4 separate regions of the Mus musculus genome follow, and regions 1, 2 and 3 are each linked to region 4. The links are chromatin contacts, called in public promoter capture Hi-C maps. All regions are on one chromosome and are shown on one strand. The core of a region is the stretch at or near the end of the contact, and the rest is flanking DNA. Distances in the headings are between cores, read along the strand shown.

Region 1 (2,939 bases), core at 91-2,590, 1.5 Mb after region 4:
TTAGCCACATATAATTTGTCATGGTTTGTTTTAGCTGTTGTGATATTGATATTTATTATGCAAATTGTATTTCCTACATCTTATTGTTCTGCATTCTATGAATACTTAAATTATTATAAACCTTTACACTTAATACGGCTCGTCCTTCAATTTGATGCTTGAGCAACAGAGGGTCAGAGCACACACGGTCTTCTAGAGGGAAAGAAAATAAGTAATTAAAAGGCAGACAAACAAGAGAGCCGGCTGCCTTGTTGAAAAGAAATCAAAGATAATTTCGGGGAGGGAGGAAGTGTGTCCAGAGATGCATGCAAGTCCCGTCAGCGGGAGAACCTCTCTGAGACACAACTAAAGTGAGGACCTGTTGGTCTCTAGATGCCTTAGAAAGGACTGGAAGCATAGGAGAGAAGGGAATTGAACCGAGCCCTGGAAGAGGAACTCGACTGACTCTATCACTGCCTCGGTTCCCTACATTCCCTTCCCCACGACCCTGACCGGTAGATTTTTTTTTTTTTTGCTTTTGTGTGCGTGTAATCTTAAATATTCCATATTACTTATATGCTATAATCTACTAAACATGGGAAGGACACTTCCAACAAGCTGGGAAGCCTGAGCACACCCACCTTGATTTACCTTTCCCCAGAATCTACAGCCAAACATCCACTTGAAAATCCCAGAACCCCGACTCCACAGCTTCAGTCTTCCAACTATCCCCTAGTCTGCCGCTAGGCTGTTGAGCGGGCTCTCCTGCTCCGCCGGACGTGCAAAGCACGCATGCACTTCTCTCAGATTGTTTTGTCAATCCGGGGACCTGCATTCGCACTCTCCACTCCCGGGTTTCCCAAAGATCTTATTCCTTCGTGCAAGGTGAGGGAAAGGAAATTTTGTAACGTATGACTTCGATAGGCCGATGCCCACGCAGTGCCCCGGCCCAGGAATCTCGCGGTCAGACTCTCCGACCAGGAGTCCGCCGCGGCGAGTGGCGTAAAGGTTCCTAGTAAAGGTGCACGAAAGCGAGAGACCCGCCTCCTGAAGCCGCAACCCCCTCCCCAGCCACCGAGCCGGACGCGGGCCAGTACAGGTTCTCCTCCTTCGGGGAAGCGAGGCCGAATTTTAACGTAAACATATTTGCATAGGCCCCGCCCCTCGGCCCCGCCCCTAGGTGGCGCGGGCGCGCGGCCGAACGCTAGCGCCAGGGGGCGGGGTGGGGGAGGGGGCTAGTTCTCGGAGAGCCGGGTTGGGCTCGAGGTGCCACGATTGGTCGCTCCTGACTCCGCCTCCAGCGCATCTCATTAGCATCTCATTAGCTGTCCGCTCGGGCTCGGGAGGCAGCCACCGCCGCCAGTCTGAGGCAGGTGCCCGACATGGCGAGTGCTGTGCTGCCGAGCGGATCCCAGTGTGCGGCGGCAGCGGCTGTGGCGGCGGCGGCGGCGCCTCCAGGGCTCCGGCTCCGGCTCCTGCTGTTGCTCCTTTCGGCCGCGGCACTGATCCCCACAGGTAGGTTGTGGGCACCCGCGGATTGGTCCCGAAAACCCCCCCGGGCACCCCCAGGAGCCGTAGCTATGGAAGGGGGGACGTTTCCATGACAACCTTCCCCCACTTCCTAAATCCAAAGCGGCGGGAGCGTGGCAAGGAAAGTCGGGGCTGCGATGGAAGGGGCCGAGGGGTCGGCGCCCCTTCTCTCCTATCCGCCGGCTGCGGATGGGCGCCCTCAGGGATGGCTGCACCCACACCTCTTCTTCCTGGCGTAGCGCGGGGTGCTGAGTGGAGTGGGCTCGGGGCCGGGGGCTAGCGCGTGGGGGGAAGGGGAGCCCTCGGAGGCGCCCCGAACCTTCCGGACCCTCCGAAACTCGCTCTCGTCCCTGGAACTTGCAGGTCCTCCTGTGTCCCTGGGCTAAGCTTTCGCCCCCTCCGTTCCAGCTCGCCCCCCCGATCGATTCTCCATTCCCCGAAGCTTTCTCCTTCGCGGGTCCCCAGGACATCCCCACCGTCGTGTCCTCTTCCCGGCTTGCCCGCGCTCTGCAGCCAGGTCCCCCGCCCGAGAGCTCTGCACGCCTCTCGTGTTTCCCTCCAGCCGAACGCTGCCCCTCGGCCCCCTCCGCTAGGCTGCGGGTCGGCTTGGCTGGAATCCAGGCAGGGAAAGTTCCCGGCTCGGGGGCGGCCGCTCGTCGCCGCCGCTGCAGGAGGGCTCTTGGAGCCCGCAGGTTGTCCGCGCCACCGAGGCCTCTGCCGCGAGTGGGGATCCGGGATTTCCCGGCTGCGCGTCCTTCGGGCAAGCGGCCCGCAGGTGGTGGCGGGGGCGTTCGCGGCCTCTGCGGCCCGGCGTGCGCCCTGCGGGCCTCGGGGCGCTCCCCGCGTGGCCGGCCGTCTTGAGAATCTGCCCGGGTGGCGGCGGCTCGGCGAGCGCCGCGCCTTCCCTGAAGACGCCGAGCGCTTGGCAGGAGCCCCGCGTGTGGCTGCCCCGGTGCGGGGCGCGTTGGCGCGGTCGCGAAAGAAGAGGGCAGTGTTTGCATTTGCTAACAAAAGGGAGCCGGAGCTCTTCCCCACCGGAGAGGCCGGCCGCGCTGCGACCGCCTTCCCGCCACCTCGCCGCTCTTGCCCGCCGCACGGTGTCCCCGTGCTGCTGTACCGCCTGCCGCTGCCTCCTGGCGACCGGCGGGACCGAGCTGCACCGGGCGGTGGCGAGAGGGCTTCTGCGCGAGGGGATGCGCTAGGGCTCTGTGCCTGCAAAACCCCTCGCAGCTCCGAGCTGCAGGACCTGGGAGCAACAAGTGGTGGAGGATGCTGCGAGCTCATCCCCCACCTGCGGAGCCCCCAGCCCGGGAGGATGCAGCGCTGGGCCAGCCAGCCTGCGGTTCCGGGGGCGCCTTTCTGCTTGGGTTGTGTCTTTTGTTTACACGCTAGAGGACACATAGTTATGTAAACACCGCAGGAGACGTGCT
Region 2 (2,768 bases), core at 179-2,678, 1.6 Mb before region 4:
CAAGTGCTGGGATCAAAGGCATGCGCCACGCCCGGCTACAGAAAGAATTTCAATGTCCACTTAATTTAATTATCTAATTAAGTGGTGGTGGTGGTGATTGGCACACGCCTTTAAACCCAGCGCTTGGAAGGCAGAGAGAAGTGGATCTCTGAGTTTGAGGCTAGGCTGGTCTACAGAGTGAGTTCCAAGACAACCTAGTCTTCCACTAGCAGCCTTTGGATTAAGACATAGAACTCTCAGCTCCTCCTGCGTCATGCCTGCCTGGATACTGCCATGCTCTCACCTTGATGATAATGGACTGAACCTCTGAACCTGTAAGCCAGCCCCAATTAAATGTTTTTTATAAGACTTGCCTTGGTCATGGTGTCTGTTCACAGCAGTAAAACCCTAATACAGAAGTTGAAGAGAAACCCTATCCCCCCCAAATTTTTTTTTTTCAAAAATTCAATTACCTTATGTTAATGATGAAGAAACTAGGGTCAAGAGGACAAGACCTGACTGGGCAAAAATCAAACTACCTCAAACCTGGCTATAGTTGACATTTCTTCATAAAAAGAGTTCAGCCACTTAAAGAGGTACACAGTAATTGTACCTCTTTAAGTACACAAAGAAACACTTTAGCCGGCCTAGAGACAGATGCACTAGTCAGGGGAGGAAATGTTTAAAAGGGGTAGGGAAACTTACGAGTGGAACATCGAGGCCAGCATAAGCTTCTCGTTAGAGGTAAGGCGGGGCCGGCCGAATCGGATGGAAACCGGGTAATTCGCAGGGTTACCCAGATACTCCAGCACTTCTTTCCCGTCAGCCGTGTACTTGCCATTCACGTCCATGCCATTGATGGCCAACACTGCATGGCCCACTACAAGAAGAGTGGCTAAGGATCAGAGATGGCCCGGGCCACTCCCCGCCCCGCTTACTCCCACTCCCATTCTTTCACTCTCACTCCCACTCCCACCCCGCACCAGCCCACTTCCGCAGCGCCAGCCCCGCCCTCGAGCCCGGCCCACCCCGGATGCCGTCGCGCTGGCCGAAAGCGACCAGCACGCGTTCGTCGTGCAGTTTCAGCAGCAGGTCCAGCGGGTAACTGAAAGTCTTCTCAGCCTCAGCCCGTGGCGAATAGCTGTCCCACTGGTAAATCAGGCCGCCGGCTTTGTTCACCACGTACACGCTAAAAATCGCCATCACTGTGCTACGGATAGGGTACTACGATCCCGCCCCTTCCAGGCGCTCCAGTCCCGGAACTGGTGTCATAGCCTCGCCTCTGCTCTCCCTCCTGCGGCCCTCCCCCCTCCTAAAGCGCACGCGCAAGCCAAGGCCCCCATTGCTTTAACAAACACATTTCTGGGAACTGGCCTACTGTATTTCTCAGTGACAGAGCAGAGAATTAGTGGCTGTTGGGTGACCCGCAGCAAAGTGCAGCAATTTTACGACCAGTCTCAGAGTTTGCAGGTTGGAAGTCACGCCCCCTATCCCATCCCACAAGAGGCGGAGTTTAGCCAAGACGTGGCTCCACCCATTGCCCCGGAAGTACTCTCTCGAGGCAGAGGTTTCTGGGATTGTTGGGCCACCGGGCTTCCTTTTTTTCCGACATCTTAGCGAGGCTGCTGTGGTCTACACGACTCTCTGAGCTTCGCCATGGTAAGGCCCGCGAGGGTTGAGCAGTGGGGTTCAGAGGATCGGGCGGTGCTGGGGGGAGGTGGAGGCGACCCTACACGGACTGCTTCGTGACCCGCGGGCCTGCCTCTCCGGGCGGCTGCCGCCATCGTGTCCATGTGCTCCGGCGGCGGCGCCTGGGTGGGTGAAGGGCTGCGATCGGGGTGCATGGGACCACCATGTGACTGGCCTGCACTCCCGCTTTCTTCCCCTAGCCTCCCAAAGACGACAAGAAGAAGAAAGATGCCGGAAAGTCGGCCAAAAAGGATAAAGACCCAGTAAATAAATCTGGTGGCAAGGCCAAGAAGAAGGTAGGCGATAGCTATTTGTAATGGGAATCTGTGGGACCTGTCGTGAACTTGTGCTGTAAGTTTTTCCCCAGATACCGAATTCTAAAATCACATAGTCACTTTAAGAATACAGTGGTGTAATACTTTTATAAAGTAATGGTATTAAACCTTATTAATGTTACGACCCTTTTAAGATGGTTCCCCTTTTGACCACCAGCTGTGAAATTACTATTTGTTTTTTCAAGATGGGTTTCTCTGAATAGCCCTGACTGTCCTGAACTCACTCTGTAGACCAGGCTGGCCTCGAACTTAGAAATCTGCCTGCCTCGGCCTCCCGAGTGCTGGGATTAAAGGCATGTGCCACCACTGCCCAGCTCATGAAATTATTTTTTTTTTTATGAAATTATTTTTGTTGTTGCTACTTAATAGTTTTGCTACTGCTATGAACTGTAAGGCATATGTCTGGTCTTCAGGGTATCTGATAGCGACTCCAAAGTTGCCAATGCAATAAGCCAAGAAGTCTCTAATTTCCCTGAGATGATCGTGACAGAGCTTTCTCAGATGCTTGATGTTAGGGAGCAAAGGGATGGTTCTGACTGGTTCTCATTTGTTTTGATGAGCAGAAGTGGTCCAAAGGCAAAGTTCGGGACAAGTTGAACAATCTTGTCCTGTTCGACAAAGCGACATACGACAAGCTCTGTAAGGAGGTTCCGAACTATAAGCTTATTACTCCAGCCGTGGTCTCTGAGAGACTGAAGATTCGCGGTTCCTTGGCCAGGGCAGCCCTTCAGGAGCTCCTTAGTAAAGGTAGGTGATGTGCCCTTG
Region 3 (2,741 bases), core at 196-2,695, 1.2 Mb before region 4:
AGAAACCTTTTCTCTAAAACTAAAAAAAATGGAGGCTAGAGGTATGGCTCAGCAGTTAAGAGTACTTCTTGTTCTTGCATAGGACGTAGGTTAGAATCCCTGTACCACAGGGAGGCTGATAAGTGTCCATAACTATAGTTCTAGGGAATCCAATACCATCTTCAGGTATTGCACAGACACACAACTTCATATACATAAAATAAAAACATCTTAAAATATAAAAGAAAAAACATACACAATAACAACAACAACATCAACTCATGGAATTGGGGCTCAGGGTCGGTATATGAGGTTTTGGAAATTTTATGTCTAATACCAAATTTTGGGAGGCAAGCCTACTTGATGTAAATTTTATACACCTGAGGCTGGAAAAGAAACTTTCTGTGGTTTAAAGACCAAACATGAATTTCTCCTCTAACCAAATTCTTATCAAAAGAGTTGTTAGTAGAACTTAATAGGACAAGTACCAAGAGAGTCAGTCATGTTACTTAGGTATGCTTTCAAAGCACCTTTAAAAATTCTTCAAAAGTTACTAGATCTAAGGATCTCCTCTTATTCCCGAATATTCAGATTTCAGTCGATTAAGGAGGATCTGGTGGAGTTAATTCTGCTTTCTCCTACCCTCACCTACAAATAACCTCTCCTATCTTGGTAACAGATGAGTTCATAGAGAAATAAGCTCCGCTGGCATCAGAGTCCCCAAGCACAGCCCACCTCTCCTATTCCACATAACAGCTGTGATTACAGTAAGCCACACTCCTGTCACTCCACCAAAACGGTCGGTCCCTTAAAGACAGAAACCCTGTGCTGTCACTCCGTTTCTCTACGTTCTATATACACTCTGCACCAGCCTCGCTGCCAAAGACACGTACGCGCTACCCTAGCACAGGGTAGCTACGGGGACACCGGGGTCCCTCAAACGGGCGCCCGAAGTTACCATTTCCGCACTGCCTCTACTTCCCCCTTTCAATTAAGAGGTGGAGGAGGGAGAAGAAAAGCTTTGAGGCGTGGTGACAAGAGGACGAAAAGCGGCGGACAGGCCCAGCCTCCAGCCCTGCGGTTCCGGAGCTCGCAGGGAACCGGCGGGACCTGAGGACGGAAGACCCGCGCGACAACCACCAGCCCGAGTGGCGGGCGGGCGGACGTGGCGGCGCTGCCGGCGGAGGCTAGGTGGGCGCGGCAGCTTTCGCTCTAGGACTCCGGGAGGCCGTGCCAAGCCTGGGCCGACAGCAGGGCTCCGGGCGCGGCTCCTGCGGTCCCGGCCCAGCCGGCGAGGACGTGGCGAGGGAACCCGGCTCGGCGCTTACCATGGTGAGGCCGCAGGTGGGGCGCGCTGCGCCGCGCTCTGGCTCTGCGGGGACTCGGGCTGCTGCCCAGAGACGCGGAGCTCTGGCCGCTCCGGACCTGCCGCCCCTGACAGGAGCCTCCGCCGCTTCGCCTCTTGCCAAGATGGCGGCCCCAAGCCACGTCTCCAACCGGAAACGGCGCGGGTCAAAGGGCGGGGGGCGGGGCCAGTAAGCTCCGAAGCCAGGAAACTCAGACCCCTGTTAGCCCAGGATTTGCAGGTTTGGCTAGAATTGTGGAGCGTCATTCCTCTGTCCTTTCTTTCTCTTCGCCTGCGTTTATTTGGTGCTGCTTCTTTTTTTTTTTTTTTTTTTTTTTTTTTTAAAGATTTATTTATTATTATATGTAAGTACACTGTAGCTGTCTTCAGACACTCCAGAAGAGGGAGTCAGATCTCGTTACGGATGGTTGTGAGCCACCATGTGGTTGCTGGGATTTGAACTCCGGACCTTCGGAAGAGCAGTCGGGTGCTCTTACCCACTGAGCCATCTCACCAGCCCTTGGTGCTGCTTCTTAAAGTTCGTAAAAACACTCAATGGAATATATAAAATAATCTGTGACCATGAGGAACTAGTATCCTGAATACATAACGTCTAGAACTCCCGTAATAAAGCCGGCATGGTGTCCCCTCACCTGTAATCAATTCCAGGTAAATTAGGAAACTGAGGAGGAAGACCAAAAATTGTCCAGCCGGGCACACGCCTTTAATCCCAGTACTCGGGAGCCAGGGGCAGGACGATCTCTGTAAATTTGAAGCCAGCCTGGTCTACAAAACAAGTCTGGGATAGCCAGAGAGAGCTACACAGAGAAACCCTGTCTTGAGAAGCAAAGCACTAATAAAATACTGACACATACAACATAGATTAGCCTTGAAAACAGGTGTAAAGAAACAGATGCAAAGGCCACTATTTGTTTGCAATGACTAAACCAGGGATATCTGTGAAATTAGAAAGCTTATAAGTGATTTATCGGAGTTCCAGAAGACTAGGACATAGCGGCTAGTGCATTATGTTTGGAATGTAAGTGCCATGGAATTACCCAGAGGCAGATATCCTGAAAGCCACTGAACTGTACGGTTTATCTTCAATATGTAATTATTTTATTTTTAAATCCTATGTGTGTTCAGACATGTGCCTGCGAATGCAGGCGCTGCCTGATATGGGTGCTGGGAATCGAACTGGGGCTTTTTGAAACAGCAACGGATACTCTTGACTGCTGAACCCCCTCTCCAGTCCTGAACTGTATACTTCAAAGGGCTGGGGTTTTTTGTTTGTTTGTTTGTTTGTTTGTTTTAGGGTCCTGAGAGATAGCTCAGCAGTTAAAATCCTATATTGCTCTTGCAGATTTGGTTTTCTCCTGCCTCAAAAAAGAAAGAAAAGAAAATGTATGTTCACAAG
Region 4 (2,933 bases), core at 175-2,674:
TAATTGTGCTGGCAATTTGAAATAGCCACCAGGGAACTGATTCAAGGCAGTTGTGGGATGACCCCTCTGTCCCATCCTAGACCCAGCCATTACTTATGTCACATGGGGGGAATCAGAACATTGGGGAAAGACCTGTGGTCAGAAAGGGTAAGCATGTATTTCCTTTCTCACATACCCAGTGACCTGGATGTCACTTTTTGATACTGCACAGAGATGTGACAATACTCCTGTGCCATGGAGGGAGATACAGGTGTGGGTAGAATAGCACTGGATACATGAGATACAATTATATAGAGGAATGCACACAGCCTTCTTCCTTCCTTTTCTAACGGACCAAAGGCTATCTCTCCTTTACAGCCCAATTTCCTATCCCCACCAGAGGCAGATAAATCAATCTACTTAATAAGGAAGGAGGAGGGGGAGAGGCTCAGTTACAGCCCAGGATGTGGAATGTCAGATAACAGGAGGGAAGAAAGAGGGATATGAGTTTTATTGCAGGGGTTATTAATTTGATCACTCTTAATGTCCTTGGAGAGTCATTAGTAGGGATGGAATTTATATTAGTTACTCGTTTTGCTTAACGGATTGCTCATCTTTAAGCATGACGTGGCCCTGAATGCAACACACTTCACCAGTACTAACCCAGCAACAGAAAACGAGTGAAGAGATTCTGACCAACTGGCTGGAGAATTGTTCCGAGTCAGGGGTGGCAGGAAGGAAAATGACGGTCCTTTTCTGGCCCTCACCCACCCAAAGACTGGAACGCATGTTTGGGATGGGTTCAACATCCTTGAATATGCAAACTCTAATTTCCGCACTCTTCTGTGTTCGATGACTTATTAGATTGATTGTACGAAGTGAGCTGGGCTTTGTAAGAGTTTTTGCTGAACAATTCCCCTGCCTTGCTACCAACTTGGTTACAGTTGCTTAAATACTGTAGCTATTCCTGCCTCTGTGGCCTCCAGGGCTAAAGTGGGACAAGGCTGGTATTTTTGGTGACGAGGAAATCCTTTTAAGGGAGGTTTGGTGATGACTGAACTGGGACACAGGTCGGAGCAGGGATCCCATCAGCGAACCAGGGGCCATCGGGAGTCTGGTTCTGGGGTCTCCCCATCTCATATCCCTACCTCGCTAGGCGCGGCGGAAGCTTAGAAGTTGCTGCTGACCCTCGACGTTTTCAATGCCTGTTCCCCAGAGGGGGGCACTAGGGAGCCGGCGCCTCAGGAACAGGGACCCACGCGGGAAGGTCGAGCTCGCCCGGTGAGGTCACGGTTGCCATGGCTTCGGGCAGTGACGCGCGTCCGCACGTGACGCGCGGTTGCCATGGCGTCGGGCGCCCGGCGGCGCGGGAGCCCCGCCTCCCGGAGTGACGTCTGTCGGCAACCCCCCTCTTTCGGCCCCCCCGCGCCCCCTCCCCCCCGGCCGGCTCCCCGCGGCCCCGGAGGTTTCACTGCACAACAAGATGGCGGCGGCGGCGGCGAGCGGAGCTGGCGGGGTTGCCGTGGCCGGAGCAGGGGGAGCCGGGCCGGCCGGCCGCCTGCTGCCTCCGCCCGCCGCGGGGCCCCCGGCAGCCCCCGCCGCAGTGCCCCCGGCCGCCGTCCCGGCGCGTCCCACAGCCCCGGCCTCCCGCGGGTCGATGGCCGCTCGCATCGGCTACTACGAGATCGACCGCACCATCGGCAAGGGCAACTTCGCTGTGGTCAAGCGGGCCACGCACCTCGTCACCAAGGCCAAGGTAGTGGCGCTGGGGACCGCGCGGCTGCGGGCTGCGCTGCCCGGGGGGCGTTGCAGCAGGGCGGTGGGGCCAGGGGAGTCCGCGATTCCCCGGGGCTCGGGTCAGGGTCAGCAGTGGGGACCGGTGCTGGCGGGAGAAGGCAGGGACCTCAGAGCGGAGGGGTTCCGGAAGGGGGGGCTCCGGGAACTTAGCAGCTGGACATCGGAGAGGTCCCCAGGGCTGTGCGCAGGGTCGGGGGGGGGGGGTGACTGGAAAGGAGGCGTTGGAACTCTCTGGGGGCCGGCGGACTGCACGCCAGGAAGACTCCGGAACCAGCAATTAGGAAACCATCAGAACGAGGGCAGGGGCATATGAAATGTGGACCACAGGATGGGGGAGACGCGCAAACTGGCTGCCTCAGGCTTCCCAGGACGGCTGGGGCATGGGGCTGAGGGTGTGCGGTGGGGTGCAAGACACCGGGAAGAGAAGGACCTGGCACCTATACCAGAGAAAGGAATCCACGTTTGATTATTTAAGACGGGGAGATGGTGTCAGTTGTAAGCCTGAGGAAGTATACTTGATTATGGGAAGAGTCAGTGAAGAAAGCAGGGAAATAAGGGGGAAAAAAATGGAATGGACCCATGACCAGATGTCCCAAGGCTCAGGGTTCCTGGTGACACTAGCTAACCAAGGGTTAAACAATTTAGGATAAGATGGTTTGCTGGTTATTTTTAGTTGTCAGAGGGTCTGAAATGGTGGGCTTTTTAGAACTCGGGGTGGGCTTTTCAGTAGGGAAGGGAACCGTGGGATTGGCACGACAGAATTCCACTCATTTGGGCCCTTTGGTTCCCAAGGGATTTGAGGAGCTGTAGTAGTGAAACTGGCCAAGGTCAGTTAGGAAACCATGTATGTATACGCATGTAGTATATTTTTTAAAGGACTCAGAGGGTAGCACTTTTACCTATCTTTCTTCATTGAGAGTATCAAGGAAAATCATTCAGTTTTGATGGAAGCCACAAAACCCATTTGAATTCCCAACTCGTCTTTGCTCAATACCTCACTTAAATGGATACTTTTAACGTAGTAGTCATTCCTTATATTTAAAACAGTAGCTTGAGTTTTTCTTCCGCCTGGCTAATGAAAAACCTTTACTACCTAAGCATGCTCCTCCGGGAGACCCAGGACTCCCCTCCCCTCCTCCCCCTGGCCGCTGTTTACC

Evidence for each region. Promoter capture Hi-C pulls out the DNA fragments that hold promoters and counts their contacts.
Region 1: a promoter capture Hi-C map of stem cell-derived epiblast-like cells shows a contact between it and region 4, with 4 times the contacts expected there. The contact joins the promoter of Cadm1 here to the promoter of Sik3 in region 4. A contact is called at or near these places in 2 of 39 promoter capture datasets (liver and stem cell-derived epiblast-like cells) and 1 of 115 datasets of contacts at active chromatin or transcription factors (astrocytes).
Region 2: a promoter capture Hi-C map of pre-B cells shows a contact between it and region 4, with 3 times the contacts expected there. The contact joins the promoter of Trappc4 here to the promoter of Sik3 in region 4. A contact is called at or near these places in 3 of 39 promoter capture datasets (liver, neutrophils and pre-B cells) and 1 of 115 datasets of contacts at active chromatin or transcription factors (astrocytes).
Region 3: a contact with region 4 is called in a promoter capture Hi-C map of pre-B cells, with 3 times the contacts expected there. The contact joins the promoter of Arcn1 here to the promoter of Sik3 in region 4. A contact is called at or near these places in 1 of 39 promoter capture datasets (pre-B cells) and 1 of 115 datasets of contacts at active chromatin or transcription factors (pancreatic cancer cells).

Annotation. Positions count from the first base shown.
Region 1 is chr9:47,529,012-47,531,950 of GRCm38.p6, forward strand. Cadm1 (cell adhesion molecule 1) reads left to right here and starts at 1,341. Exons shown (of 11, transcript NM_207675.2): 1 at 1,341-1,494. The coding sequence starts at 1,362.
Region 2 is chr9:44,406,120-44,408,887 of GRCm38.p6, forward strand. Trappc4 (trafficking protein particle complex 4) reads right to left here and starts at 1,429. Exons shown (of 5, transcript NM_021789.2): 1 at 1,008-1,429; 2 at 685-859. The coding sequence starts at 1,182. Rps25 (ribosomal protein S25) reads left to right here and starts at 1,595. Exons shown (of 5, transcript NM_024266.3): 1 at 1,595-1,638; 2 at 1,869-1,964; 3 at 2,567-2,750. The coding sequence starts at 1,636.
Region 3 is chr9:44,766,363-44,769,103 of GRCm38.p6, forward strand. Arcn1 (archain 1) reads right to left here and starts at 1,446. Exons shown (of 10, transcript NM_145985.4): 1 at 1,308-1,446. The coding sequence starts at 1,310.
Region 4 is chr9:46,011,396-46,014,328 of GRCm38.p6, forward strand. It overlaps Sik3 (SIK family kinase 3), which reads left to right and starts at 1,425. Exons shown (of 25, transcript NM_027498.3): 1 at 1,425-1,735. The coding sequence starts at 1,463. It also overlaps a transcript of Pafah1b2 not described here.